Regions from separate parts of the Capsicum annuum genome. Here region 1 is linked to region 2. A link is a contact called in public Hi-C data. All regions are on one chromosome and are shown on one strand. The core of a region is the stretch at or near the end of the contact, and the rest is flanking DNA. Distances in the headings are between cores, read along the strand shown. Region 1 overlaps LOC107879169. Region 2 holds the start of LOC107879159 (universal stress protein PHOS32).

What was found. Hi-C and Micro-C count contacts between places; a contact is called where the count stands out from the background.
Region 1: a Hi-C map of bud shows a contact between it and region 2, with 2.1 times the contacts expected there. The contact joins the enhancer-like site here to the promoter of LOC107879159 in region 2. A contact is called at or near these places in 4 of 5 Hi-C or Micro-C datasets (bud, leaf, pericarp and 1 more).

What each region holds. Positions count from the first base shown.
Region 1 is chr1:124,251,529-124,254,228 of UCD10Xv1.1, forward strand. LOC107879169 reads right to left here. Exons shown (of 13, transcript XM_016726268.2): 13 at 1,867-2,284. The coding sequence ends at 2,141. Among protein-coding and RNA genes, the nearest start is that of LOC107879169, 10 kb to the right of the region's middle. Within about 2 kb of position 1,388, at least 4 of the 5 cell types and tissues checked have an H3K27ac peak or open chromatin away from gene starts, as enhancers often do. A contact at or near this core is called in bud and leaf, where this site is marked.
Region 2 is chr1:124,187,904-124,190,603 of UCD10Xv1.1, forward strand. LOC107879159 (universal stress protein PHOS32) reads right to left here and starts at 1,354. Exons shown (of 4, transcript XM_016726262.2): 1 at 961-1,354. The coding sequence starts at 1,141.

The sequences.
Region 1 (2,700 bases), core at 138-2,637, 64 kb after region 2:
TATGTAAGGAATTGATAACTTGAAGATGCATGTGTAGACATCTAAATTTGTGGGGCTCTACAAGAAGAATTCAATTTGTGTTAGAGTTCTTGGAGGGCACTCTACCCTAAACCCTAAATTACGCCTATATAAAAGGGTAAATATCCTTGAAGAGGCATCTCTAAAAGTCCCAATAAATTCATGGGATATTCATAAAGAGATCAAGATCTCAGAAATTCATGGATATTCATAAAGAGATCAAAACTCTCTCTTCTTGGTAATCAAATACATCGAGAAGGTCCCACAAACTTTCCTTTCATCGAGATCAAATCCAAATATTTCTACGTTCGAGAAATACGCTACTAACGGATCAAATCCAAATATTTCTACGTTCGAGAAATACACTACTAACGGTCCTCGGATCACGAGAAAATTAAGAGAGAAGAATCAAGGAAAGAACAGATTTGTACCCACATCATTTATCAATAAAAATCATGTTTCTTCATATATTTATTTGTGATTGCAATTTATTTCTGTCACTGTAAAAATTTGTTGGTAACAACATATTGGCTATCAACCTTCTAAGTTGCAACAGTTCGATGGCAACAAAAATTTCAAATAACATATTACTTCGTCGAGATGTGAAACAATGTTAGGACTTATGGTGATTATCTCGTCAAGTAGTTCGTCTATTCTCCCAAAGAAAATGCTTTTGATTGGTACATATCTCGCACTTAATTCTATATATAGTTAGAAGTAGTTGAAGCAAAAATTCTGCAGTTGTTTTTGTAGCACAAGGTGTATCATTAATATTATTGAAGTAGAAAAAACAAGTGTCATAAATGACATTCCACATTGATTGTCTCCTCCAACCCATCCAATGCCCCCAACCCTTGACCATCCCACTTCTCGCCACCCCCTTACTCCCACTCCTCACCCCACCCATCCAATGCCCCCAACCCTTGACCATCCCACTTCTCGCCACCCCCTTACTCCCACTCCTCACCCCACGCCATCCCATAATGTTTTGTTAGATTACGCAGAAATGCTCTTGAAATAATGTCTTCTTGCTTACTTAACAAACATTAAAAATTAAGTAAGAAATATATTTATTTTTCAAGAAAATATTTTTTAAAAAAATATATTTCGAGAAAACATTTTTCACTAGAAGGTTTCCGCGCTGTTGGTATGCTTTGTGCTTCCCTGTTTTGCTAAGCGTGGAGTCTTCTTTTGCTTTATGTAGATGGTGAGTACGTCGGGCCCTGTGCCGACTAGTTGTTTAGCAGCTTTTCATATTAGAGGTTTGCAGACGTATGTTGTCGGACTGGTAGGCAGTAGTCTTGTTACCCTTGCTGTCAGTTGTATTCTCAATTTTGGCTTTGTTGGCCTTGTGTATATATCTCTATGTCGAGCCAGTTTCTCTGCAGTTGTTATATGAAGCGACTTCTACCCAACACAATGACATCCTTTTTTCCCTTGACCATCAGTTTAGAGAGGAAAGGTGTCCGCGGAGATTGTCCGGAGCCAAGAAGATACAACCACTTTTATATGAAATTCTAAATTCCAACAAAGATTCAACCATTAAATGAAGAGTGAGCTATCCAACTGGGTTTGAATTTAAATTGTAAACTCGAGGGCAATTTGAGGTGTCCTGGGTTTGTATTAGTTATTAGGAATGTGCAAAATTGATTTGGAGACATTCTTGTGAGAGTCATAGCTTCGTTGAAGAGAGATAATTAAGGGCAATCATTCCCCAGTTTCTAGCCGCCTAAATCCTATTAAATGCCAAAAATTAAGATGATCGCTGATACATTTTAGTATGCATACCTGTTACAATGAGTAAAGGGATGATCAGTAGTAGGTATAAAGGTTAGCAACTCAGCATAATGCAAGTTATACTGAAGAGGGTATCTTCAAAATGCCACTGTTTCTAGATATAACAAAATTTAGATGACTTAATGCTGTTACAAAGCATAACACCAAAATGTTGATTTGATTTAAGACTCAGGATTAACATAGATGATGAAGATGAGGGTTAATTGTATTTATTTTGTATGTCTAAATGTTGGCAATAGATTTCTTCAATTACCAAATCTCAACTATGAAGCGGGCTGAACCTCTTTCTACTACCATATTTGTGATGCAAGTAATGGTTCAAAACTTATTCACACTTCATTGCACGGGTGACCTCCCATGCAGTTATGTCATGATGATCCTTAAGTCCTTCAACCTTTTTCCTGCAGTTCACCAATGCGACTTTGAATGTTTCATGCTCAAGGGATGATGGGTACATTATCTGCTCTTCCTGATTGTCAAATCCATAAAATGAAAAATAGTAAGAGAAATGAACACTCCTTTGTGTTATCAAACATCAAACACAAAGTTCCTATCAAAGGTCAATCATCAATAGTCTTTGAAAAAGTACGTACATACTATATAGTAATCCTTTGGCCAAACACATCGTCAGGTACCTAAACTTTGCACAAACTTTCACTTGGCACCTAAAGTGGATGATGTTCATTTTAAACAACTAAACTAGCCTCCAGTTGAGTCATTTTGGCACCTTTTGCCGACTTGGCACAGTATGTTTTGCACCTATTTTGAGCGCATGAAAGACTAAATTTTGCAACTTTTTATTTTTTTTCTCTTCTCCTTCCCCAACACTTCCTCCACACCCATTTCCACCTTCCTTTACTGCTTTGCTACCGTGTTGCTGCTAAT
Region 2 (2,700 bases), core at 104-2,603:
GGAACGTATATCAAAAATCTCTTTATAGTGAAACATAAAAAATCTCCATACATAGACAAGTGATTTAACCCTATTCCAGTCACCAGAGTTCCCACGTCCATGACATCTAATCAACAAGCATAAAAAAGCAGATATTTTTCTAGGTACGTCAACAGAGATTTCTAGGTTCATCAACAAAAGATAAACCTTATCTGATCTTCTACGTCACTGAACTAGTGGATTGCCCAAAGCTACGAAAAGTTTGACCCTCAAACCATAAGCATATAGTAGGACAGACAAAAAAGCTCCAAAATTTTCACCAGCTAGCGCACCATTTGTGTCTGAAAGTAAAGGAATCTATCTAGCTATCAAACTTTCTGAGTGAAAAATATACTCCTTCAATATACAGATAGACAAAAGAAAGCAAGATGCCTTGCAACACTGCCAGTATTTACAGCAAGGATTGTAACCTACAATGTTTTAATTAGTTATTTCATCTTGATACCCAACAGATTAAAAATGACTCAGATGGCCAACATATCAATCAATTCGACTATGTGAATCCTCTTACTCAATTCATCATCTACTGCCGAGTAGTGGAGCTATGATTTTTACCAAGGGGTTTAAAAATATAAAGAGGTAAACTCATGAAGAAACCAAGGAGATTCAACATCTACTACATATATATTTAAAAAATTAATATTGACCAATATAGTGTATTTTTTAACCCCCCTTACGTTACCCTGGCTCCGGCCCTGCTACTAAAGTCATTCCTTTACACCTGAGTGCCGATCCTCCTCCTTTATCTGTGGAAGACCGGGTATTCTTTGTAAAGCTTACACAGAAGAAGTTGAGATGACCAACATCTATATGAGCCTATAAAATCAGTCACAAGATGGATTAATTTTATTTATTGGGGTTGGATTAGATAAAAGTAGAGGGACATGAGAAAGAAAAAGGAATTAATTAAAGAGATCATACGAGAACTAGTGGCCACCCAGAGTTGCATCTCGCTTTCTTCATAGTGTCCTTCAGGGCGCACAGTAACGAGAATAAGGGTATCCCCTTTACGAATAATGTTATCAATCGCCCATTTCAAAGCTTTCTTGCTGCATGCTGAGAAATCTACTGCTACCCCAACAAATCTATCACCTCCTTCCATCCCTCTTTAAGATTTTTGCTTTGATTAAGAACTTTCAACAACAACAATAATGGAGAGAGCAACTTGATCACGACTATTTCAGGATGGAAGCAGACAAGTACTCAAGTAGTGCAATGTTGATTTGTCGGATGTCATATTTTCCTACCACTTGTAAAGCCAAAATGAGGTTGTTGGGACCCACTTTTCTGGCTCATGAAATTCCCACTTGTCTCTTTCATGCTTTCTTTGACGTGAGGACATCACGTTCTAATATAAATTGGATAAGTTTAGTGTAATTTAACTAGTATACTAGTATTGTTTTTGCTGATATTGAACATTACTTTTTCAAAATGCATCCCTCTAAATCTTGAACTGTTATATTTGAGACTTGAGAGCGAGAATTTACTAGCTGGATTATAAGTTGGTCATATGAAATTTTACTTTTTTGTAAGGGTGTTTAAAATCAAATTGTAACCCATAATTTAATTATATAATTAGTTTATTGGCTATTTGATTTACCGGTAACGGGTAATCGGATTAACTATTGGAGAATGCATTAAAATTTTATAATTAATGATTTATCAATGTGGGAACGGAATTTTCAATTTTCTTATCGGATGAACCGTTAGCCCATTAAGAATTATCATGTTTATATTTTTTACCCCTAGATATATAAAGTTTCTTTTGTAAATCCAAAAACTAAAATTTCATTCATTATTCTACTCATTACATCTCGTGACTTCTAACCATAAAGTGTAGTTGATCTTCCTAACACATATACAAAACCTAAAATCAAGTCTTAAATCTAAAAACGAATCATTCTTGATAACATGAAGAACCGTAACAAAAATAAAACAATGTCGATATGTCCTTCACAAAATTTCATATAAAACCAAAAACAAAAAATCAAATCATATCAAGGTTTAATTTTTCTTTCAATCAATAATTAAAAAGTTTTGTTTCTACATATGTTTTACGTCTAGAAGAAAATTTTCATATGAATCTATGTTATAATTGTTGGGTTTGAAATTGATAGGGCATCATGCGGAAGTTTATAGTTGCAAACCATGGAGACGATGAATCAGATGACAAGAAAATCTACTAGAAACATATTTTCGAAATGATTTACCCAATGAACCTACATATGAAAAAAAATATCATTAAAATTATGAGAGAAAAATCTCATCCTAAACAATACTCTTTTAATGACTACATTGTGGATGTTATTGTGTTGTGATATGAGAAGAGGGGTCTTTGTTGTGTCCTTTCGCACCCGCAAGTGTACATGATTGTACAAGTAATAAAGGATGTAAATCCAGATAACCCCACAGAGATTTGACGAATTGAAGCTCTACTTTGATTTCTTATTTGAGCTATTCAGTAGATGATCAATAACAAAATGTAAATAAAAATAATTGCAAGCAAGTCGTAGATTGGTTGTGTTGTATTTCAGATTTGAGAAAAGATCTAGGGTTACGATATTTTGATAATCCAGCTATGCTATCCATCATTCGCCTAATTTGTTTTCTTGAGTTACTAGTTATGTTGAAAGTTAATTGTAGCTATATTGAGCGTTTTTT